Regions from separate parts of the Mus musculus genome. Here region 1 is linked to region 2. A link is a contact called in public Hi-C data. All regions are on one chromosome and are shown on one strand. The core of a region is the stretch at or near the end of the contact, and the rest is flanking DNA. Distances in the headings are between cores, read along the strand shown. Region 1 overlaps Mcoln2 (mucolipin 2). Region 2 holds the start of Mcoln3 (mucolipin 3).

The links. Hi-C and Micro-C count contacts between places; a contact is called where the count stands out from the background.
Region 1: a Hi-C map of Th17 cells shows a contact between it and region 2, with 4 times the contacts expected there. The contact joins the enhancer-like site here to the promoter of Mcoln3 in region 2. A contact is called at or near these places in 13 of 39 promoter capture datasets (the 3T3-L1 cell line, 3T3-L1-derived adipocytes, the HPC-7 cell line and 8 more), 2 of 15 datasets of contacts at CTCF or cohesin (the NIH/3T3 cell line and large pre-B cells), 38 of 484 Hi-C or Micro-C datasets (8-cell embryo, B cells, the Ba/F3 cell line and 27 more), 2 of 115 datasets of contacts at active chromatin or transcription factors (embryonic stem cells and intestinal villus epithelium) and 4 of 9 other capture datasets (adipose tissue, embryonic stem cells, liver and 1 more).

What each region holds. Positions count from the first base shown.
Region 1 is chr3:146,173,792-146,179,572 of GRCm38.p6, forward strand. It overlaps Mcoln2 (mucolipin 2), which reads left to right. Exons shown (of 14, transcript NM_026656.5): 5 at 1,666-1,750; 6 at 1,866-1,962; 7 at 2,720-2,819. Among named protein-coding and RNA genes, the nearest start is that of Mcoln2, 27 kb to the left of the region's middle. Within about 2 kb of position 4,075, at least 94 of the 459 cell types and tissues checked have an H3K27ac peak or open chromatin away from gene starts, as enhancers often do. A contact at or near this core is called in B cells, the C2C12 cell line, CD8 T cells and 8 more, where this site is marked.
Region 2 is chr3:146,120,463-146,126,160 of GRCm38.p6, forward strand. It overlaps Mcoln3 (mucolipin 3), which reads left to right and starts at 1,329. Exons shown (of 12, transcript NM_134160.1): 1 at 1,329-1,558; 2 at 4,283-4,450. The coding sequence starts at 1,331.

The sequences.
Region 1 (5,781 bases), core at 2,825-5,324, 56 kb after region 2:
AGGTTGACCATGAATTTGACCTGAATCGAGATTACCTAACTGTATTCATTGCATCCTCTGACCTTATTAATATAACTTGTCAAAAGAGTCCGTCAGTGTATTAAAAGGTATGAAGATTTCAAAAGTTATCTGATACTTAATTTTCTTGCATATATTAGAGAAAGCCTACTAATGAGGTAAATGCGGGTTGATTTTACACAACGCTGGCGCCTCCAGACAGTGTAAACCTGATGACATTCGACTCACTTGGGATGTGGTTGTGGTTAAGGAGATGTTGTCCTATCTCAGCCGCTCACAAACGTGACATTCCCTTGGCTACATAGTAAATCAGACTCCAGTGTTCCAATCCAAACAACGCCCATCTTGCCAGCCACCCATTGGGCTGAAGCTCCACTCGCAAAACTGCTGGGTAGACCAAGTGGAGTTTTGGTTTTCGTTTATCGACGCACACTTATCTGTGAGTTGGATCTGAGGCTAGCCCAGCAAATGAGCTGGCTACATAGGCAGTCGTTGGCATTGAGCACATGGGAGGATTATTCTCTCAGTAGCTCAGGGGAAAGTCAAGGAGCTTCCTCCGGTGTGTAAGATTAACCCATGCGTGGTTACTCATTAGCAGGCTTCTGCCAATGTATGCAAGAAAAGGAACCTAAAATCAAGAAGAAGAAGGGTCAGTCTCGGCTCCGGATGGAGAGGCAAGAATGGGTGGGTCTAAATCTTGATAGACAGCAAATGCTTGTGCAACCATACGAAAGTTTCTTGACTTCTGTGCTTTGGTTTATTTACCTATAACATGCCATCAGTTTGCATTGAGGATTAAAGAGCACAATTCATTAACCAGATAACATACGTGGCCACAGCACTTTGCCTGTAACACGCTGTTTCATGGAATCGTCTGTTCAGTTCTGTGCCCTGTGTTTGGCCCAGCATAGCACATTTTTATTAAGCCCGTTATACTTAAAGTATGACTTAAGCTAGGAGTTCATGTTATGAGAGCAGAGAGATCCAGAGAACCCATGGGAAGCCAGCTTGCTCTAGGTCCAGACCTCTCCATACTAGAGACAGCAGAGCAGAGCAGCGTGGATGTCACACAGTTCCACGACCAGGTCTCCATGACCTTGCTAGTGCTTACCTCTGGATCTCCTCGTTGTCCTGTGAAGCAATGATACAGGGCCACGCTGTTCAGAGGCTAATCTTTATGGGTGGGCTCTGTAGTCCTGCCTGGCTTGGAACTTGCTATGTGAACCAAGACAAGGCTAACCTGGAACTCACAGAGTTCCTGCCCCTCTCTCCCGAACGCCTCCATCTGTTCTCTCCTGAACGCTACAATATAGAGGAGAAGAACTTCCTCTGCCGGGCATTTTTGTTTAATCACAACTGCAGCTGGGGAAGAAACATTGTATCCCAGAGCATCGTAGCAGGAGGCATCTGAAGCCTGCTTCTGTTCGAGACTGACAATGTTAACGTGGTCCCTGGGTGAAAGCGGCACCTGCCGGCTTCTCTACTGAAGGGTGACCGTGCTCCATGTGGTAATTAGTTGATATTTTCTGACAGCCGTTTTGAGGCGTTCCTAGGGTCCTGCTTCTCATCACATGGCTGCTGGACTCATTTCAGCATCAGACTCTGGCCAGGAGTGACCATTCCCTGTCTGTCTGTCCGTTGCTCTAGACTGCATTCACCTGGACCTTCAGGTGCTCACCACGGAACCCGAGGACTGGGCACAGACATCTTTCTTCAGGCTGGATTTTTATCGGTAAACACAATGTCAAGTCTCAATACCCAGGAGAGGAGGCCTGGGGCGGTGGGCGGGGGCACGGACACTAGGATAGTGACGCTGACAGTTGTACCTTTTACTGTATTTTATTTAGGCTCGTGCAAGTTGATATCTCCTTTGCCCTCAAAGGAATTGACCTACAGGCAGTTCATTCCCGAGAGATACCGGACTGTTACCTCTTTCAGAATACGGCAAGTGTTTTTGTGTGATGTCAGCCTCTGTTTCACTCCCTGCAACTTTGTAGTGGAGGGTAAGCCCTTCAGCTACAGATGTTAGATACTGTTGTACTGGAAACTGCTTCAGTGATGGTGTGGTACCCATCTAGAGACTGTTCCCTGTGAAGATGGATCCAACCCTTTCCAACTCTCTAAAACCCTATTCTTGGGCTGGGAAGGTGGCTTGATACATAAAACATGGGGATATGAGTTCAAATCCCCAGCACCCACAGAAAACTTTCATCCTTTATGCTATAGTTTTTTAATCATTAAAAAATATATAACTAAATTCTCCCAGTTAGCTTCGGCTGTCAGCCTGACATAGCCCATGGTGTCCTGAGGGTGTGTCCACTGAAGGACTACCCAGATCAGACTGGCCAGTGAACATCTCAGTGGGGCATCTTCTTGGCTACTGATTGATGCAGGAGAGGCTCTTCTATCCTTGGACAATGGGTCCTGGGCTGGACCAAGAAGCAGGCTGAATGAAAGCTGTCAGCAAGCCAGTAAGCAGGACTTCCTCTGGGGCGTGTTCTCCAGTTCCTGCTGGAGTTGACCAGAGTTTTACCACAGTAACAGCAGCTGGACCAGAACCCACGTGCAGAGGCATTTTCATCCCTGTGATCTCTGTATCAGAGTTCTATCTGGGTACTGATGACTTTTGTAAGTAGTTGACCTGACAACCCCCACCCCACCCCGCCTCGTTGGACTATAACCTCTTTGTTTCTGTCTCTAGATTACCTTCGACAACACAGCCCACAGTGGGAAAATCAAAATCTATCTCAACAGCGAGGCCAACATCGAAGAGTGTAAAAACATGAACATATCTGGGTCTAGTAAGTGTACCGTTCAGCCTGTTGTCTGTGGGTTAGAGGAGGTTTGGGGGGCTTAGGGAACCCACGTGATTCGTATGGAAGGTGGTGGGGAAAACGTTTCAGAAAAACAGTTCAAACGCTAGTCCTGAGCGAGTGGTCCAAGTCAGCAAGTGTTTATTGTTTCTTGAGTCAGTGGTTTACGCAGTTCGCCTTTGCAGCAAGATGGCCTGGGTTTGCATTCTGGTTCTGTGAGCCACGGCTGGAGGCTTGGACCTATTGCTTGGCCTCTCTGTCTTAGCAGTTTTCTCTACAAAGCAAGAGCAATGGCTGTACTTATTGAGGGGGTTGGTGCCGAATGCTGGGAGCAGAAGTCATCAGAGTTGCTCCGCAACTCATCAGCGAGGAGAGGCCTTAGGGAGGGACATCTATGTGACCAGATCCTTGGGGTGCTATGGGTAGCCATAGCCAGGGAAGTATGGAAGGTCTGAGTAGGAAGGGAAATGATCATTTTGACCGAGCTCAGTGGGAATCCTGAATTCTCGGAGGAGGTATGTTCTGATCCAAGCCTTGGACAAAGGAGAAGAGTGGAGACCTCAGGGTGCATCTTGAATAAACACGGGGACATCTCCTCCGTCACCCGATGGTCCACATGCTTAAATAGCCTTGTTGAGCTAGCGATGACATCATGTACTGTAATCTCAGCTATGCAGGAAGAAACTGGGAGATTTTGACTTCAAGACCAGCCTAAACCACTTTGTGGGGGAGGGTGTTCCTGTCTCAAAAGAGGAGTGTAAGATATGTGCATCCTGCTTTGATTATTAGTGGTCAGGGCGATGTCTCTGAGTGTGGTGAACTGGCAAGCTCCGTTTACACGAACTCACTTGGGCCAGATGACCAGAAAGACAAATATGAGTCACGTGGTTTTTTATTCCAACAGGTGACTCATTCCTTTTCAGCTGTACAACGGCTGATGATTTCGAAGTTTTCTCTTTTTTTTTCTAGCTTTGGTTTCAGTCATTCCTCTAAAGGAAGCACACAGATTGGGTTCCTGATAAAATGGATTTTCTATTTCGCAGCAGATACTCAAAGACCAGCACCATCAAGGCAGTCCTCAGGTCCAAGTAAAGGCTGAAGCTATGTCTTGGTGGTGTGGGGGAACGTAACCTTTGCCATATATAAACTGTGATTTGCAATAGTCACTGTGAGACTGGACGTGTGCCTCATGGCTCCCCAATGATCCTCTCACCACGCATGCCAGAACGGAAGAGCTCTTGCTCCCCCCTGTGGCCAACAGAGAGAAGCAGACCTAAAATGTGATTCTTACGGCCATGTCTTAGAAACTCGACCTTATCACTAGGAAGACATGAATTTAAAATAAATCAAGGGGTTTTAAAAATCATTAAAAATATGAGGTTTAGAAACCAGTTTAGAAGATGGGTTGTGCTGCCTCTTCCATTTGAAGCCGTGGACTGAGAAGCTCTGCCTAAGAGAGGCCAGAGGCGCCACCTGGTGGGCACTGGCCGCTGTTGTCCAAGTATTCTGATGCTCTCTTCTCACCCAGCTTCCCAGCTGCTGCTTGCTTCCTCTTGGCGTTATCTACAATTATCCACATCTCCTCAAAGCAAAAACCGGTAATGTCCACGTTCACAGACATCTGCTTCCCAAGGAGCCTTCTCTGAGTGCGCTTCTGCTCTCCAGAACTTATATTTTATATACTATAGTTTATAGCCAGCCACACGAGGCTTTAGAAGAATGGGGTGGGCAGGGCTCCCTCTGATGGAGATGTAATGGTATATATTTATTGCAGAGCTGACAGTTAGTAAGCTTGGATAGCCCGAGTCAGAGTTCCTTAGGCAGATGGTGGGAGAGCGTCTGTGCACATCAGGTATCTGGGAGGGTGGAGTGAGTGGGGTGTGCCATTACTCAGAGTGGCAGGACATATTTCTGAACCAGTGTTTTCCAAACTCAGATTTGGAAGAGCTTTCTGAAATGCAATATGGCTTCAGTGGGGTAAGCAATCTATGGCTGCTGGATGTTCCCAACACTTGGGAAGCTGAGGCAGGAGAATTCCCACTACTTCACATTCAGCATAGGTTGCTGTGTTCGTTACTTTTTTGTTGTTGCTGAGATAAAACACCATGACCAAGGTGACCTAGAGAAGGAAGAATTTATTGGGGCTTACAGGATGAAAGTCCATCATGACAGGTAGACGTGGCAGCAGACCATAGACATGGAGACCTAAGCTGAGGGCTCACACCTTAACCTACAACCAAGAAGCAGAGAGAGGAGGAGTCGGGGGAGAAGGTGGTGGAGGGGAAAAGAGGGAGGCTGTGAGATGATGTCTTCTAGGCAAGCCACAGCCATTTCAAACACATTTCGTCCTCAGACTCAGCAGTTTCGAGTCAAAGGCCTTCCCTGGGAATGCATAAGACCAGGCGGGTCGACAGTCAGACAAGAGTGGAGGAGGGGCTCAGGGGACCTACGGCACACTGAGGAGCTGTACGCAACACAGATTCAGTGAGGCAGAAACCACTGCGTTCTGGTGGCTTCCCGTTCGTGACCCCACCAGGCTCCAACCCTCCGGGCTCCGACACAATGTTCTGGCCAACGGTCACACAGATGGGTCACAAACCAGATCACGAATCTGAGTGGGGGGGGGACTAGGTATTGATAAGAAAGAGAGAGAGAGATGAGAGGACAGGGCATGAGGTTAGAGTACGTTATATAAACATATCAAGCTGTCAAGCAGCAGAATTAATCAATAAAAAGAAAAATCTGAAACTTGACCCCTAAAACAAATCATGTGAGCAGGTGTGTGTGAAGTACGGCTCTGGCCAAATGCAAGTGTGTGTGGCTTGTGGATGGTCCCCTAGGCAGGAACAGAGACAAGGGAGACCGATCCAGTCATAGTGAGGCCGGGGAGAGCAGCAGCCACAATGTGGGGCCATGTAGTCTAAGAGCAGCTACACTTACAGATCAGCCT
Region 2 (5,698 bases), core at 79-2,578:
ATGTATCAAGATCCAAACTGGTTCTTGGTTCTGTATAAAACCTACTTATGGATTAATAAGTACATGGAAGTTTTTGTTTCTCCCATGAGAAGGAGTTGAATGACCATATCCACATAAAAATCTGCATATCATTTCAGGGTCTGTTTACTCTCTGAAGTCCTTTCTCAACCTCTCAGGCCTCCGATCTTGGCCGTGACTGTATCTGTTACCCATTGAGCTGGAAAGCACACATATATTGTATACAGCTGTATGTGTAAACATGTCTTTTTTTTTTTTTTTTTTTTTTTTTTTTTTACTGATTGGAGCAGTCCTTGGATTTGTTAACTTTCACCTAGGTGAGAATTCACTTAAGTAGTCGAAACAAGTGAGGAACTGACCCTCTGTCCTAGTCTGTGCCTACCTAGTATGGTATAGGAATACAGGACACCCTATGTATGGACACTGGAGCAGCCATGCAGGGTTTCTTGGGCATAGTAACTAACAGCCCATAAAGTAGTTTTTATGTCTAGGGAGCACAGCTGGGCCTCGGTCACCTGCAGCAATCTAAGGAGCACTCATAATCTTTCAGGGACTTCCATTCCGGTAAAAACGAGATCCGTAGACTTAAATACAGAAAAAGAATTCCGAGACTAGTCAACATGAGGTAGAGGTTAGGTTTATTAATGATGTTTAAACACAGTTTCTGAGCATGAGGGTTAAAAGAGAAAGAGAGGGGACCCAGGAGAAAGAATAATACATTCTCATGTGTGGGCATGGACTTCTCAAGAGAGGGACCTGAGTACCCGCCTAGTGCCTTAGTATTAGCTTCAGGTACCAGCTTGGTGGATTTCAAGTCACATTGCAAAGCGCTGCTAAGAAACTTCTTTTTCTCTCATCTGATAAGGACGATGCTAGATGGCTCCAGAGATATCTTAGATGGAATTATAATCTAATTAAGCAAAACCAACAGCCACCACGGGTTGCCCAAGGGGTTCGTAACACGGCCTTTTCCGTTAAGAGGATTTCCTAGTCAGACTTCTAGAAAACAGCAGGTTGGAAAGGGAGAAAGGCCTTAAGCAAAGGTTAATTGTGGCTGAATATTTAATTCTCTGCTGGTGAGAGGCTTGAACCGCAGACTCTGCCAGCGCGAAACGAAGAGCGCATCACATTCTTTTCTCCTGCCCCGCCCCCACCCACCCTCCCATTCCCCACCTCCCCACTTCCTCCTGTCTTTCTGCTCTACCTCGCGGTCTGTGACCCTTTGTTCAGGCTTCTGAGCCTCTGCAGTAGCAAACACCGCGGGCCTGGGCCTCTCCCAGCTGAGTGGAAGTGTTTGCTTCCTTCCCTAGAGATGGCAAATCCCGAGGTGCTGGTTAGCAGCTGCAGAGCTCGCCAAGATGAAAGCCCCTGCACTTTCCACCCGAGCTCGTCCCCGTCAGAGCAGCTTCTCTTAGAAGACCAGATGAGGCGGAAACTCAAGTTCTTTTTTATGAATCCTTGTGAGAAGTTCTGGGCTCGGGGTAGGAAGCCATGGAAACTTGCCATACAGATTCTGAAAATCGCGATGGTGACTATCCAGGTAAGCATCCTCCTGCAGGAGTTAGGCGGAGCCTCTTTGCATAGCAGAGAAGGTGGCACTGGTTCCTCAAACAACTTTTAACTGCACCTGTAAGGACAGACAATAAATAAAGATTTAAAAATTTAAACCCTTCTCCCTTCGACTTTGTTTCTTTGTTTGTCCTCTCTTTCTTTCTCTTGATTCTTTTTTTTAAAAGTTTTTTTTTTTTTGGAGACAGGCTCACTATTTAGGCCCAATTGGCCCTGAACTTCCATGTAGACCAGACAGGCCTTGAATTCACAAGAGACCTCCGTCTTCCCAGTGTTGGTAAAGTGTGTACCACGACACCCAGCTCTTTCTCATTTTTTTTTATTATGATAATTTTAATGCCATAGTATTTTTCAGGAATAAACATTTTTAGCAGTTGGATCCTCATGAAGGCCTTTCTTGAGAGTTATCTACATCTCTCACAGATATCATCTGATTCCCAACATGAGTTCTTTCTTTTATTCCTAATATGGTGGGCATTTCTTTCTCTAGAAACTGCATGGTGTTTTGCCACAGGCAACTTCTTGGATTCCTTAGACTCCATGATTCCTCCAGCCCCAATCCTGAAAACCGTGGTGCAGAAGATTACGGGGTTGGCAGCAGGGGCCGTGCATCGCCTGTGGAATGTGCGCCTTCATTTTCGTTAGAAAGGAAAATCTCAGTCTGCCTTCCATAACTTCTTTACATATTTTTGAGGAATCATGTTTTTGTGAGAGTTGCCCACGCTGGTGGTGTTTATTATTAAAACATGTTTGGGGCTGACAAGGTGGCTGTGCTGGTAAAGGGTGCTTGCCACCAAGCCTGGCAACCTGTGTGTGATTTCTAGAACCCACATGGTAGAAGGTGTGAGCTGACTCTTGCCAATTGTCCTCTGACCTCTGTACACGTGTGTAATCGCAAAGAAAAAAAAAGGGTAAAAAAAAGTTTCTTTTTCTGCTGGTGAGAGGAAATACCTCTTGTAAAAAGCAGAAAGGAAAAAATGAAGACAAGGTTTAGATTTGCATATTTATTTTCCATTCTTGGTGAACACCTGCTATTGAAAGAGAGGGTATTTTTTGTTTTTGTTTTTTAATATTGAGATTGATAATCTTAATTGCTTACTGGAAGCAAGCACTTAGGACTAGCAGACCAAGGCAGTTTCTAGAGTCATCTGAAGTTGGTAGAATTCTTATCTGAACTGGGGTAACCCCTCATCCCAGTAGAGCAGTTCATGTCATTGTGACCACCCTCCCACTGGGGAAATCCCAGTCTCCGCCTTACAGAGTGGGACACGGATGCTTACGGGTTTAAAAGGCTGCGTGGCTCATACATAGTAACATGGAAGCAGGCACAGTTTTTCTTTAATATATCACCAAGAAAACATGCTCGATTCCCAGTAAATACTTGGCAACCCGCACTTGAAATCCTTAATTTCCAGGTGATAATGCAATATGTCACAGCACTGAAAAGCTTATTTGTGCCATTTCAATGGCGGAGCCTGTATCAGCTGGGCAAGAATGCTATTTACTTAGAGTAATACTAGGGCACACTTGGGCGGTGGCTGTGTGCCAAGCTCAGCGCTTTATACATGTGTTCATGCTCACGTCTTAACTAGACCTGAGCGGTGCATCTCTGCCTCGGGCAGTGAACAGGCTTAGTGTGCATCCCTGTGGGATACAGGAGACCAGAGCAGAGAAAGTGATGCACACATTCGGAGCTGCACACTCTCAGGCTGGTGTCCTGAATTACTCCTCGTCTTTTAGAGGAATCATCTGATCTCCCAATAGTTACTCGAGTGGTCCAGGGGAAAGTTAGTCGGTTTAAGCCTTTTGGTAAGAAACACACAAAGGTGTTTAAGTAAGTGTTTAAAAAGGGACATATAGTTTGTTTTGGAGATGAGATCTCAATCTATTGCCAGGGCTAGTTTGGAAATCACTATGAAGGTTAGACTGGCTGCCAATTCAGTGCAGTCATACTGCCTTAGACTCCTAAGTGCTGGAATTACAGGCAGGACAGGCTGGAGCCTTCACCCCCCCTCTCTCCCCCTCTCCCTCTCTCTCTCCCCCTCTCCCTCTCTCCCTCTCTCTCTCTCTCTCTCCCTCTCTCTCTCCCCTTCTCCCTCTCTCTCTCTCCCTCTCTCTCTCTCCCTCTCTCTCTCTCCCCCTCTCCCTCTCTCTCCCTCTCTCTCTCTCTCCCCCCCTCTCTCTCTCACATACATACAACACACACACACACACACACACACACACACACACACAGTGTGTATCTCTGTGTGTCCATCTTTGTGTAAGCGGTGTGTGTGTGTGTGTGTGTGTGTGTGTGTGCGCACGCACGCGCGTGTGCACACACGTGAGCTCGTGGACATACAAATGACATGCATGTGGAGATCTGAGGACAGCCAAGTCTCCTTTACCTTCTAACAGGATCTGCCGTTCCCCACTGTGTACACCAGGCTACCTAGTGGGCTTCTGGATATCTTCTCTCCTGTGTCCCCATAGTCATACTGGACTGCTGGCTTGTCTGTGGTTCTAGGGATTTGAACTCAGGTCCTCATACTTGTAAGAAAAGTGCTCTCATTCATGGAATCATCTCCCGGCCCCCAAGTCGAGAGCCTTCTGGGTATCCTGCCCAGTCCCTCACAGATGCTTGCCAGTCAGGCCTCTATTTCTTTTCTCTTCAAAGTTTTTCATCCTCACGGTATTTCTTTTCTTCTTTAAGCTGGTTCTGTTTGGACTAAGTAACCAGATGGTAGTAGCTTTCAAAGAGGAGAACACTATAGCCTTCAAACACCTCTTCCTAAAGGGCTACATGGATCGAATGGACGACACCTATGCAGTGTACACTCAGAGTGAAGTGTATGACCAGATCATCTTTGCAGTGACCCAGGTAAGTCAACTGTGCTTCACGTGTTGATTTTGTCTGTCTGTTTTAGGTATCAAGGGTTAAACTCTGGGCCTTACACGAGCTAGGCAAGTGTTTTAATAGTGAGATATCCAGACAGTGTGTGCATTCTTGGGAGAAAGAACAGGCTGGAGAAATGGACTATATAGAAACCCACACTCAAGCACGTGTGCTCGTGAGCATGCAAATGACATGCATGTCATTTCTGCTTGGAGATAACTTATGAATAAACTATTTAAATACAGTTTAAGGGCTGAAGGGATGGCTTAGCAGTTAAGAGCACTTGTTGCTCTTTGAGAGGACTTGAGTTTGCTTCTCAGCATCTTTATTGGGCAGCTCAGAACTGCCTATAATCTCAGCTTCAGGGGAATCTATTGTGTTTTTGGCCTTGGCTGGTATCCCTTCACACACACACACATACACACACACACACACGTGTAAAATAAAACAGATATTTAAAAATTGATAGAAAAATATTGCTATACTCATATACAAGTAAAAACTGATTTAAAAAAAGGATATGATTCCTACCGACAGAAAGGTAGGATTTCAATGAGTCATTTAAAAGAATCAGGGATAGGACTTGATGTGAGAGCTTCAATATTCAAAATTACTAACAGGATATAGGTAGTCATTAAGTCTTCAAAGCTTATACTTTTGGAGACGTATAATAACTAACAAGAATATTAATTTTGCAGTTTGGGTAACAAGCAAGGCCTTCAAGCTCATGTAAAAGAGAGGCTTTTATGCCAGGCCTGGTGATGGTTGTTCTGTGATACTGAGTAACTGACTGCCTGGCAGAAAATAAGCTTGTTTTTCATCCTCCAGACTCAAGTTTTCATTCTGGGTTATTCTTGCTATAATTAGTACTTTCTCAAGGTACCAAATCACTTCTTTTGAAGGGATAATTAAAAGTGCTTTTGAGGGCAGTGTTTTTGGCCTAGGTTAGCCTCAGACCACATTCCAAAATCATTAAATCCCTTCTTTAAACACGTCCCGGAGCAGCCATGACTCCTCATTTCTGGAAGCAGCTTATTCAAACAGAGGCCATGAGCCACTAGCATGGAGCACCAGCAGCGGCTCAGATGAAGCTCATCTTTCTGGAGGCAGGACTCCTGCTAGCCTTGTGGACAGGAAGCCTAGTGTGTGTATGTGTGTGAGAGTGTGTGTTTATGTGTGTGTATGAGTGTGTGTGAGTATATTTTCCACCTGAGGTCAGAGTCCTCTGTGTGT